Linked DNA regions of Mus musculus: regions 1 and 2 are each linked to region 3. A link is a contact called in public Hi-C data. All regions are on one chromosome and are shown on one strand. The core of a region is the stretch at or near the end of the contact, and the rest is flanking DNA. Distances in the headings are between cores, read along the strand shown.

Evidence for each region. Hi-C and Micro-C count contacts between places; a contact is called where the count stands out from the background.
Region 1: a contact with region 3 is called in a Hi-C map of uterus, with 6 times the contacts expected there. The contact joins two enhancer-like sites. A contact is called at or near these places in 7 of 484 Hi-C or Micro-C datasets (nephron progenitors and uterus).
Region 2: a contact with region 3 is called in a Hi-C map of uterus, with 3 times the contacts expected there. The contact joins two enhancer-like sites. A contact is called at or near these places in 6 of 484 Hi-C or Micro-C datasets (cranial neural crest, nephron progenitors and uterus).

The regions. Positions count from the first base shown.
Region 1 is chr8:103,229,098-103,233,255 of GRCm38.p6, forward strand. No RefSeq gene overlaps it. Among named protein-coding and RNA genes, the nearest start is that of Gm32531, 40 kb to the right of the region's middle. Within about 2 kb of position 2,239, at least 35 of the 459 cell types and tissues checked have an H3K27ac peak or open chromatin away from gene starts, as enhancers often do. A contact at or near this core is called in nephron progenitors and uterus, where this site is marked.
Region 2 is chr8:102,976,113-102,980,406 of GRCm38.p6, forward strand. No RefSeq gene overlaps it. Among named protein-coding and RNA genes, the nearest start is that of Cdh11, 190 kb to the left of the region's middle. Within about 2 kb of position 2,344, at least 25 of the 459 cell types and tissues checked have an H3K27ac peak or open chromatin away from gene starts, as enhancers often do. A contact at or near this core is called in uterus, where this site is marked.
Region 3 is chr8:103,812,695-103,816,746 of GRCm38.p6, forward strand. No RefSeq gene overlaps it. Among named protein-coding and RNA genes, the nearest start is that of Gm39235, 92 kb to the left of the region's middle. Within about 2 kb of position 2,072, at least 39 of the 459 cell types and tissues checked have an H3K27ac peak or open chromatin away from gene starts, as enhancers often do. A contact at or near this core is called in nephron progenitors and uterus, where this site is marked.

The DNA.
Region 1 (4,158 bases), core at 989-3,488, 580 kb before region 3:
GCAGGATGCAACTTCTCCTGAGCAAATACAGTGCACGCAAAGCACTTCATGTCCAATTTGCAAAGAAAGGCTGAGCTGTCTTTATGTGAGAAGCTCCCTGAGAACACGGGAACTGCTGTCAAGGTTGAAACATGGAAAAGCTCCGTGGTTGTACAAACTCCATGGATCTAGGGCTGTGTGAAGAGCAAATGGAAGGGAGAGGATTGTGTAAGGGACAGTGTGTAATATTTTGTAGACTCCTGTTGGGAGCAGGGATACACAGTCAAATGCTCACTCTGTCTGTGCCTTTCCCACCATTTCTAGCATCAATTCTCATAAACAAAACAACCCCCCAAAACAAAACAAAACAGCATCAGAGTCCATGAAAAATCTTATTAAGAATATAGACAGTACTCAATTCAGTATTAGGCATTTTGCCTTAGCTGGTCCAAAGAAGGTCTTCAGAATTTTCATTTTCATGCCACATATATTATACAATATATATGGCTATATATCCACATGGCTGGAGATGTCAGAAGGGTTGGCTTCTACATTATCCAGGGTTGCAAATGACACAAACGAGGGACCTGGCCATGCCTTGTTACTGAGTAAGTGAGACTCCCTCACTTTGAGGTGATTCCTTCAGGTCAGGAACCCACAGCCCCTCGACAGGCTCTTCCTCACCAAAGTCTTCTCATCACACATCCCAGCTCCCTTTCCCACCCTGGACACACTCACTGTGGAGCCGCCTCCTCTTTCCTACGCTCCCGTGTCTTCACGGACACTGACTTTGACTCGGTCAGGACTTTTATCCCCCCTTGGCAAAATAATAGGATATTATGTTTGTTTGTTTGTTTGTTTGTTTTGTTTTGTTTTGTTTTTAAAACAGGAAATTGGCAAGAACAATAACACCGTGTTTGATTTCTGAGCTAAAAGTAGATTCTGTATTGTGGAGAAATTTAAGAGGCCAAAAACAGTGTAGGGCAACATCATCAGCTCTCTCCCCAACAGCAGCAACACCTGGACTCTCTCCCAGCATTGCTATTCCAGAAGCAGCATCATGCCACTTAGAGAGCTCAGGAACTGAGGAAACCTCATACACATGTTCTAGGCAGCTGCCAATCACAGGAGTTTGCATCCCAGTTTTATGGGGTGCATGCATCTATTCTGTCTCTGATGAGCCTGTGACTTTGAATACGGGCTGTCTCCTCTCTGACCTTGGGTTCCTTATCAGTAGGTTTCGGGAAAACTGTATTTTTTTTTTCCAGGAATGAAATTATAAGTCACTGAGATATCATTTGCAGAAAGAATTCTTCCCTCAGAGCAAAACTACCATTGGAGCAGAAAGAATGTCCTGGAGATTGGGGAGATAAAAGAAGGGGCTGGGGAGGCAGAGTGGAGGGAGCGAAGTAGGTTTATGGACCAACCCTGAAAGGAAAAACAAACAAACAAACAAACAAACAAACATGTGGTAAATTGAGAAAGATGGCTGAGGGGCTGAGGTCAGAGGGAGACAAATCGAATGCTGCCCTGGATTTAATAGAGACTGTTTTCTGCACTTGATGATGTGTCACCCAGAAGACAGGGACATTGGAGTTGTATTTTAGAAAACCTGAGGAAGATGAAAATAGCCTAGAAGAGGAGTCCAGAGAAGAGAACTTGGCAAAACTGTCAGAAACTCTGAGGGTCAGTGAGGATGGGAAGCAAGAACACAGAAAATATTTTGGAGGATGCAGGGAGGGCCTATTACTGATCAGAAATTACTTTGGATTAGCATATGCAAATGAGATCCTCTGGGACCAGCAGCTGCCTCTTCCTCAAGCATGCTGTCCCTAGCCAAACTCAGGGCTTTTAGTCAGCAGCTTTGCTCACAACCCAGCATCTCCATGTCCCATAGACTGTTTTGGTCCACTGTCTTCTTCCAGGCCTGAGCCTGGGGCTCCTACTCTCCGTCCCAGCCAAGGAGAAAGGACAACCACACAGAAAGAAAGGAAAGATTTTCTGTGTTTTTCTGCAAGATAAAGCAAGGTTATTTTTGGCCCGTTTTTTAGAGCAAATCAGATTTATTTTCTCTTTTTCTCTTTCGGAGCCCTGCGTCTGGCAGGCTTCATGCAGGGGAGTGAAAATTAGAGCTCACATTTTCAATGCCTTTGCAGTTTTTGCTCGGTGTCAGTTTTGTTTGTCTTCCTCTGGCTGACTGTCTTCCGTGTCTCCGGACTGCTGAGGTCTTCCAGAAGTTGCTTTCAAGCCAAAGAAAGTAAAACCAAGCTACCATGAAAAGGGTGGGGAGCTTGAGTCAGAGAGGAGGAAAGGAAGGAAGGGAAAGAAACTGTCCCCCACTCGGCATTTCGTGAAACCTCACTTCCCAGCCTCATATTGGCTCTGCCATTTCTGCTTGCCCCTTGATCAGAGAGACACGGGACTTTATGGGCATCTCCTAACATGGAACTCACAAATGTTGGGACCTCAGATACCTTTTTTTCAACATCCATACTGCTTGATTCATGGCTTTGAAATTTTGTCAGTGTGCTCTGAAGCAATGGACTCAGAGGTTATAAATTCAGACCATCAGTACCTTGACTAAGTTACTTGACCTCAATAAATCTAGGTTTTCTTTGTCTATGTACTAGAAGTCTGGATAGGATATCATGAGAATATGAGGGTCCTGTGGGATGCCTGGCACAGGAGCTTTGAGAACTGCCTAGTGTCCAACTGTTGGCTGACTTGGAGTGACTAGTGTGTGGCCAAGAGCATACATGAACGACTGATTTTTTATACCAGTGTGCTTATACTACTGAGTAGCTACTGCAATTTTATGATCCGCTCATGGTATTTAAAGAAGTTGTAAATTTCTTTCAATCCTTTTCCCCAAAGAACGTTTTGTTTCGTTTTCTTCTTCTCTCCCCCTAGAGCTTTCCAGTTAAAGCAGTTAATGTCACATGGAAGACTGTGTTAATAGCAACCAGGTGCTTTCTTGTTCAGTTCCACACATCCTTCTGTCCATTTTGGGGCAAAGTTACATGTGAGCGCTACTGGCAACTTTTTTTTTCTCTCTTAATAAAATACAGCATGACCATGACTTCAAACGCATCCCTCTCTCCTTGATGGTACTGTCAAAAATACAGCTTTTTTTTTTCCCTAATCCAACTCTTCCTATGTCTTTACTGATTTACTTGTCAATAATTTCCTACATGTATGGAATACATTCTAGTTCCATTCATCCATCAACACTCTTGAATGGAAACGTACTGCTTGCTAGAGAGGTTAGCTTCTGCGGTTATCACTCTATGAATACTGCTTAAAGGTTGGTGTAATAATGATTTTTTAATGACATTAAATGAATACATGCTACACTGAAACTTTTACTTGCATTACTTCCAGTCTTTACCTTGATCCTCAATTTTATGCTCATCCTCCTTAAAAACGAATACACTGAGAGTAAGTGATGAATGTCTTTCAGCGAACACAGAGAAGCTGTGACAATGATGTAGGATGAGCACCTTTGAGTGTAGTATATTTTTTTTACCATAAAACTATGCTGTATCTCCTTCTGCACAAGGGATATCTTCCTGTCTCCTCTATGCCTGCAATTCCTGACACATATGTATCCAATATCTGCAAATATTTGTTGATACCCACAGGTAAGTGCATGCATTCATTCTCATATATGTGTGGGTGCAGATTGCTGTTTTCCTCATGATTTGTGGAACATGTGACCCCCCACACCCAGGTTTTCCTAGCAATGGAAAAGGGTAGTAGTGTGTAGGCGGGAGATTGGGGTGGTCCTTCATTCAAAGTCTGCTGGGAGAAAGATCTCTGGAACACAGTAGAGGATAGCCTTCTGTATCCCTGGCACCTCTCATGTATCCCCGCTCTGACTGATGACCTCCTGGATGTAGTCTTTGTGTTTGACAATGAATTCCTTACTACTATCCTAAAAAAGTATCTGTCATCTCTTTACTGGTGTTCTCTATCCAAGAGTCTTGGTTTCCCAGGACTTCAGAGCACCATGCCCATCGTGCTCCCCCACCCGCTTACATCACAGTTACTGCAGCTCAGTTCTAAGCCCATTAGTACCAAGTTCACCATGCTTTAAGAAAATAATCAACTGGATTCCCCAAGCTTACCTAAAGTCATCTACTGGAAAATATTGGCACTGATCATGAGAAGCCCTTCTTT
Region 2 (4,294 bases), core at 1,094-3,593, 840 kb before region 3:
AGCATTCCAGTTCCTAACTTTCTGCAACGCCAACTTTCCCATGGCAGTCAGACCATCAAGTCCTAGTGTATGGTGACATCACAAGGAATCAAACCTGAAACACAGCAGAGATAATTCCCTTTACAAAACAAATGCTAGAGGGAGAGACTACAGAGTAATTTTGCCAGATTTCTCAGCAATTCTCTCGAGATCATGCATGTTAATTGCTTATAGCTGCAGGTTAGTACTGCCAGTCCCATGTGACACCTAAGCAGGAATCAGCAGCCCCTTTAGTGGCAGAATTGCAGACTTAGTGAGGTGCTGAGGATGTCTGCTAGGACATGCTGCCCGTTCTCTGACTGCAGAGGCTTTCCAAGGCCTGTAAGCTGAGTCCAAGTTGACTGAGTGAAGCCCTTCTCAGCAGGAGTCTTGACCATGTTGTAGATTTAACTAGGGTGATGTTTCATTTGACTCGAAATATTGTGTTATTTCTGGAGTTCTATTCACTAATTCCGATTCCCCTCTAAGATTCTTGACCTAGAATCGTATGTCTTAAGTCCTGGGAGTCACAACCAAGCCAGTTCACTCTGGATTTTAGCAGTGAGGCAGAAGAAGCATGTTTTTGCTCTTCTTCAGATTCCCTGTCAGCAAATGCAATAATTGAAAGGAATGGTCCCTATGAACTCAGATCTTTGGCTGTGATTGTTCTTTTCCTTCCCCTGTATTTTCTTGTGCCCTGTCACTATCTTTCTCCCTCTTTGGCTTCCTCCCTAACGATCTTCACATGAACCATACTTAGGATTGAAATGCCATGTTCTATGGAGCCAGTCCCCTACTGGATCAGAAGAGCCAGTTGTGCTCGTTTCTTTCAGATTCTGTGATCAGTTTTCTAGGTCACTTGAAATCAGCCTTCAAGAGAGGATTTAAGCTACAGAATCTGGCACAAGAGACAAGTCAGAGCTATTACCTTCCATACCCTCCTACAGGGCCAGCTGATAAACATTTACAAGCTCACTGTCACCAGTTTCTGATTAGATTATTGGCCTGACTGCTAAGTTATTATAACCACAGGCAAACTAAATTACACATGTGTATGCACACACACACACACACACACACACACACACACACACACACAAACACACACGGGGGGTAGACAGTAATCAGCTTTGAAAGAGTTTAAGTTAGTACTAGGTGAGAACATTCAAGGTACACTCGGGAGTGTTTTACATTCTATTCGGCAGGAATACATTTTTCTTTCCGATGTCCATTTTGTATATAAGAAAATGGAGGCTCAGCAAAACTAAGCAATTTGGGTAACTACGCAGAATCGATAAGTAGCAGAAGCTCACTGGTTACTATTAGCCTGTGAAGCCAGAATCATTTCTGTTTCTGACCCATTCGGCAAATGAGGAAAGTATAGAGCAAGTCCTCACATTCATACACAATCCACTTAGCAACATCTACGTGGCAACAGGTCAGTACAACACAGCACAGAGGACTGGATCCTTGGAGAATTCCATAGGTAAATAGGAGCATGAAAAGTAAGGATGCTGGATGGTGCTTTTACCATGAACAAGGATACCTGTTAGAAGAACTAGAGATAGTTCACATTGGTTACTTGTATTTCACTATCTCAGGACGCTCCACTATACCAATTTTAGTTTTCATTTATTCTTTAAAATAAATATATATTTTAAAGTAAAAGTTACAAAGGGAAAGCATTATGTATACTTCATTGTTTCGATGCTGAAGCCTCTAGGTTTACAGAGGTCAGTTGGTTTTTAAGATCTTAAAATAAGCCAGTCTAGCTTAACTATTACCTTCTGTTCTTAAAAATAAAGTAAAGGTTATTTAGGGCTAAGATATTACTCAAGCTTCTCTGTAGACTCTTTTACTACTCAAATTAACCAGGAATTTAGAATTACTAAGAATTACACACAGAAAAACTTAAATTTTAAGCCCCCATGATGACTCTAAACCAATTGTTTTTCTCATCTGCCACACAACATGTTCTGCAGTAATGGAAGAAAATGTACACCATTTTGAACGTGAGCACAGTACTATCTGTGCCCAAGACGCTCTTCCACAGTGATAGCCTCCGCATTGGTGTGTTTCAGCACATCCTAGAATAGGACCTTAATATACTTTGTCCTTTTAGCATTTCAGTGTTCTTCCCAACTGCTAATAAAGAACAGAGACGCTGGCCACAGTGGAAGACCTCCAGGCAGAACATGGATGGCCTCTTCAAAGTCACAGAGAAGGCGGGGGGGGGGGGGGACGGACTCCGGAACCCAGCTGCCTCACAGATGGGGCTCATTATCCACACCACCCTCCCTTGTTGAAGGAAGGCCAAGAAAGAGCCACAGAAAATTAGAGGCTTATGCTGAAGTGGCCAGATGTCGAGACAACAGGGACATCCTGTCTCCACTGGCCTGGCCAGTGGTTTAAGTGTTCTTCTCTGTGGTGGACAATGTGGATGTTTTCTGCACAGGGGAGAGGTCACAGAAGCTCTGTTAAGTAAAACATCAGAGAGAGAAGCTTCAAAACAAAATCATAACTTTTTTTTTTTTTTTGCTCTTTGAACACCATGTAGATATATGAAGAAGGTTTGGATCTGTACTCTGCATACAATTACTCTGTGATATTGTATCTGTTCTCAAGTGTAACATTTGACCAGAGTGATTTCAACATTTTACATAAGGTCTCAACAACAAAAAATAGCCCACAACTCAAAATAAAGCGGCTTTCCTGAGGTACCGTAAGTATACGGAGCAAAGGTAAGACTTCAACTCTATTAGCATTGACCCTGAACTACCTTTTAGAATAGTGAGTTTTGGTATGGTCTATTTGCCAGGTGTCTCAGTAATCCTTTCAAAACCGTTTCCTTCTACAAATCCTCCAGGCCTCGCTGCAGAATTATTAAAGACTCAGTACTTCACACATTAACAAGCCCACCTCATGATGTGATTGACAGGTCTTAACATTTGCTAGGGCTGCTCTCACTTCAAACAGACCCTGCCACGACTCTCCAGGAGCTTTCTAGTCGCTTCTCTTTTCCTTAACTAAAGCTATAGTTGCCTAGAAGAGAGAAACAGCCCTTTCCAAATCTTCTGTATAAAGCATTGAGAGGTTTAGATTTCCCCAATAAGAACAAATCCCAGTGCACGTGGGATGTTGCACATGGCTCAGATTCGTGTGGTCCGGTTCAGTGGCTACAGGGGTTGGCATGCAAAGAAGCAAGACAGGAGAGTATTACAAAATGCACTGAGGCAACCAAACTTCTGTCTTGACTTCCTGAGTTGGTGAACCTTGAACGGGATATGCATTCTAGCTTCCATGCAGTCATCTGGTGTATGATATAGCCTTAGACTTCCAGATTTTAAACTTGGTAAAAGAATATATTTCTACCATCTTCACCAAACATATTAAACAAACACTAGTGAAATGAGATATAAATAGATATGTTAACCAACTTAACATAATATTTATACAGCACACATGTAGATTAGTTTATAACAGTGTACCCCATAAATATATACAATTAATAGTTGCTAATCAGAAGAATTTTAAGCAAAGAAACAAGGAGGATGAAGAGAAGCTTCAGAGGTTAAGAGTACTTGCTGTATAATCATGAACATCAATTAGTGTCCAGCAACCCTAGCACTGAGCAAGCAGGACAAGATGAAGAAAGAAGGATAACTGAAGCTTGCCAACCCCCAACTTAGGCAAGAAATAAGTGACAAGTGCTGATCTATCAGTACTTGTGGCTCATTCCCATTACTGTGATGGGACACTTAGTGACTTCCTCTTCTAATCAGAAGCCGTTTCTTATAGTTGTGCTAAGCCTTTGTTAAATTCCCAACTGTAGAACGTGGAGGAAGGTAGGTTCAATAATTAGGACGAATCTGTCTTTAAAAGACGAAAATCTCTTCTAAAATATGGGGTGAGGGAAAGAATGGGCAAATTTAAGGAACCTAAAATGTGAGTTAAAATATTTTCAGATGTTTTTTGACTGCTAGTTGGTATCTGATCAATGGCAAATACCCAAAGCTGTGAGAGAATGAAAGAAAGTCATAGGATTTTTGAAGAAGCTGAGATGCAGGAAAAGGATTGGATAAAGATGACCAGGAGGCCTACTGGGTATCATACTGAGGTTTGTTTATAGTCATGGCCAGCAGGCACAGGTCTCCTGGAATAACTGTAAAAATAAAGGCTTTGGTTCTGACAAGTTGTTGTTTAGCTACTAATAGAACTGTGTGAAAGCACAGGATAAAGAATTATGTTGGGAGAACTTTACTCTCCCACATCCTCA
Region 3 (4,052 bases), core at 822-3,321:
CATGAGCCTGCAGACTCAGCACTGAAGGAATGAGAATCTGCTGTCCCCAAGTTGCCTGGCCTGTGGTATTTTGATACAGCAGCCCAGTACAAAGTCAGTATTCACCTCTTAGGAGGAACAAAGGCCTTGGAGCTCCCACTGCCAAGTTCCCCTAACTTCTCTGGGCTTCTGTTTCTCCTTCTCACTCTATGCTGTATTTTTATTAGAACCGATGAACAGGCCAGCACATCAGCTCAGAGCTAGGCAGGAAGCTTGCCCACTTTGCCAGCCCCTCCTGGTGTCCATTTTTTTTTCAAACATCGAATATTAGAAAATCTTTGTCCTTTGTCCTAGTTTTGTAAGCAAGCCAGTAAGGACCCACACTGTTGATGACTTGGGTAGGTCCTAGTCTTGGTTCTGATATCTACTGGACATCAGCTTCCTGGTCTTTGGGTTGTGGTTCCACCCCTTCTGAAACGGCAGCTGTCTATCTCTTATCGGGGAAGCTTTTGCGGGGATAGCAACCTACCTGTCAGTACATGAGAGGCACAGTAGTTCTGGGTTGCTGTAGAGATGAGGACCACTGACCATCAACTGTTAATCTTGACTGCCAGCTAGAACTAAATATCTAAGTGTGTCTGTGGAGAAGTTTCTAGGCTGGTTAAATGAGAAGCCCCATTCCATGAGCTGGGATCTCCTAAAAAGCAGGGGTGGGAGGGGGCTGGGGCAAAGGCGACTAAGCAACAGCATTCAGTACTCTCTGCTCCCTGACTGGGGATACAATGCAGGGAGCTGCCACAAGCTCCTGCCATCTTGACTTTCTCACCTAGGACTGCAGACCCAACTAAGTTGCTCCTCCTTTAAGTTGGTTTCGTCAAGTATTCTGTCACAGAAGGAGATAAAGCCACTAATACACCCAAGCACAAATGTATCGAATAACAGGAAGGCACCCGAAGCAGCCAGGCATGGACTTCCCAAATGACTCTGAGGGAGTCTTAGTACTCCCTCGGAGTACTATGTACTCATAGTCTATAGTACTCATCTATAGAACAGGTGAGCTCCTTCCTAATCAGAAACTAAACTTGATGGGAAGAGCCCAGGCTGGGTGTTGTCGTGTTTTATCTTAAAGCATGCAGGAACTGCCTTAGCTCCTCCAGTCAGGGTAAGAATAGCCGCTCAAGACGAGTCTGAGCTACCCACCCTGCTCCACGTCCTTCAAGGAGAACCAACCCAATCTGTGTCTCAACTCTTTGGTCCCAACTTCAAATAAGTAGGGATGTTTCTGTGGCTTCCTCGCAAATAGCTTGTAGTCTCAGATCAGAACGGAACGGAATGGATGCTCTGAGGCATGCTGGGAGTTCTGCCAGTTTGGAGGAGGGGTAGATAATTAAGGAAATCATGGTGAATTAAGCTTTCTGCAATGAAGCGCAAACATCTTTTCACAAACAGCGGCACCCTGTTAGCTTATGTTTTGCCAGAGAGAGAGGCAGGGTCTATCCACCGGGGTTTTCAGCCTGGTAAAACACATCTGGCTAGGAAGCCAAATATTTAAGGGTCATTAAAATCCCAGACTCCCTTTGCCAAGAACTTTTCTCCTTTGTTATTCAAGTGCAGAGCAGTTATGGAAAATGCATCCCATATGGTTTGTGAGGCATTCCTATTTACTCCACCAAACCGCGGCTTTGAAAGAGCTTTTTGATGTCAAAGATGCGTTCAGATTTTATAGACTTTTCCAGTACAGCTTTTAAGGCATCTCCCTTTGAACCCGAAATATTTGCCAAGAGTAAACAGAACCAAAAACCACAAGGGGTCAAGAGCTTTGTTGCAAACTAAGACCTCAGCTTTATCTAGAGCTTCCAGAGGTTTGAGGCCCCACCCCCAAAAAAAGCTTCACAAAAGATCATGTTTCCTGCATAAGTTACATGAAAATAAATACTCTAATGTATTCCTATTTTATTAATAACGTAACACCCTCACCCACCACCTCCCACCAAGAAGCAAGGATGGAAGATAGTCACACACTTAAACTATTAACAGAACTTTGGAAAGTTGGAAAAAAAATAAAAATGTCTCCAAGTCAAAAAGCAGAGTGTATTTATAAATTCTTTTTCAGTGAGGGTTTCTCCACTGTAATGGGCAAAGCAAACAGGCACAGACCTCGGAAGAGCTTGAAGATCCTGGAGCACACAGACCTTCCAGGGCTCTCAGAACAGAGAGAGTGTTTGAGAATAGTTCCTTTTGATAGATGGGGAAACTGAGGACCAGATCCCTGCATTGGCCAACAGCGGAATCCAGGACTTGGAGCTCCCAACCAGTCTTCTTTCCTCTCTTCCTCTTCCCATTCTCGCCCTTCTCCCACTCAGCTTCTGTGACCTTAGGGGCATCCTCCAACACATGTCTCCTCTGTCCCTTAAGTTCTTTCTCCACTCAGGGAGACAGTGCCTTCTTAGGTCATTCACGAGCATCTACTTAGGATTCCATAGGTGTACATGAGTGTCTGAGCAAATCTTTCACCACTTGCTCTACCACAGCACCACTCGCTGCCTTCCTAACCTAGACCCCATTCTCAGCACCGGTGTCTTCCAACTTACTCGGTCCCACCCACTCTGCTGTCTCCTGGCCCTGAGTTCACATACCTTATTGCTGACCCAGGACCTTTGCTCTGTACCCCTCTGTGACCCCTTTGCTTCTCTGCACAGTGGATCTTACAGTTCTTAGCCCAGGGGCTTCTTTTGTAGCTATTGGATGTAAAGCAGGGTGTCTGCACAGTGACTCCTATGTGCACAGTGACTCCTATGTGCACAGTTATTGGCTGCTGAACACACCCTTCCCACTCAAACTGGACAGAGAGCTTCAGAATATCATGTCATGCAAAGGGACCATGTGTCATTTCCTGCTGCAACCTGAGGGTGCAACATAATGCTAAGCTGGAAGCATAGCTTATTAGGACGCCTATCTCCTGGCCTGGGCTCCTCCTATTGGCCAGAAATAAAAGAAGGAAAAAAGGATGGAAGGAAAACAGGAAAAGGGAGGGTGAGAGAAGGAGGATAGAGGAATGAGGTGGAGAGGGAAGTGGCTCACTGTGTTTAGAACTTAAATAGTCTCTGCTTTTTCTACCTCTTTCAGGAGCATCCTTCCGTTTCCCACTGAGGCTCTGCATTCCTCTGACTTTTTCAGTCATTTGTCAACCAGTTCTCAGGTCCCCCAGGTACTCTGAGATGCCAGGGTCTCCAGAGGAAGTCTGAAATTTTAGTTAGAATCATAAAACCTGAACTTACAAGTAACAAAATGCTTTAGTGGTGGCAACTGAAGCAGCTATTTGCCATGAGAGGGGACCCAGGAAAAGGTGGAGACTGCAAATCTTGGTAGAGATAACCATACTGCTTTGTGCACCTCACGGAACTACGGGGATAAGCATGGCTTCTGAACATGCCTGCACCGTAGCCTCAGTTTTCAAAAGCTCCAGTGGGCGTCTTCCTGTTGCTTGACTTGGCTCCTTCAGATCTCAAGTGTCATCCTTGAAAGGTCACATCTGTACTTTTCATTTGTGTTTTTATGAGCGAAAGGAAGCTCTTGGGATCAGCATAGGGCCCACGGTGGTGACGAGATCAGTCATGCCCTTTCTTCTCCGAAGGCCCTGTTGGAGGAGGAGCAGTCCTAGTAAAGACACTGAAGGAGCACGTGGAGAGCTACAGCAAGCGTTCCTTCCTTTGTTCTACAGACATGTTTGAGAAGCCGAGTGTCCCAGAACCTTTTCTGGAATCCCCATCATGACGAAAACCAGCCTGACTCAGTATGCAAATGACTGCCGAATATTTATTTAGGGCTTAGCTGCTGTCTAGAGAAGGTCTTATTCTAGCATACCCTACGCTTCAAACGAGCTTGCTGGGAAAAGGTTCCCCAAGAGGCACCCCTGGAGGTGGAGTTGGCTGAGAGACTGAGCCAGGTGGTGTATGTTATATGTTTTGGTTTTAAGGCAGGCTGGCCTGCAATTCCCTGCATAGCTGAGGGTGACCTTGAACGTCTGGTCCTCCTGCCTCTACCTCCCTCATGCTGGAATTACTGGCACGTAT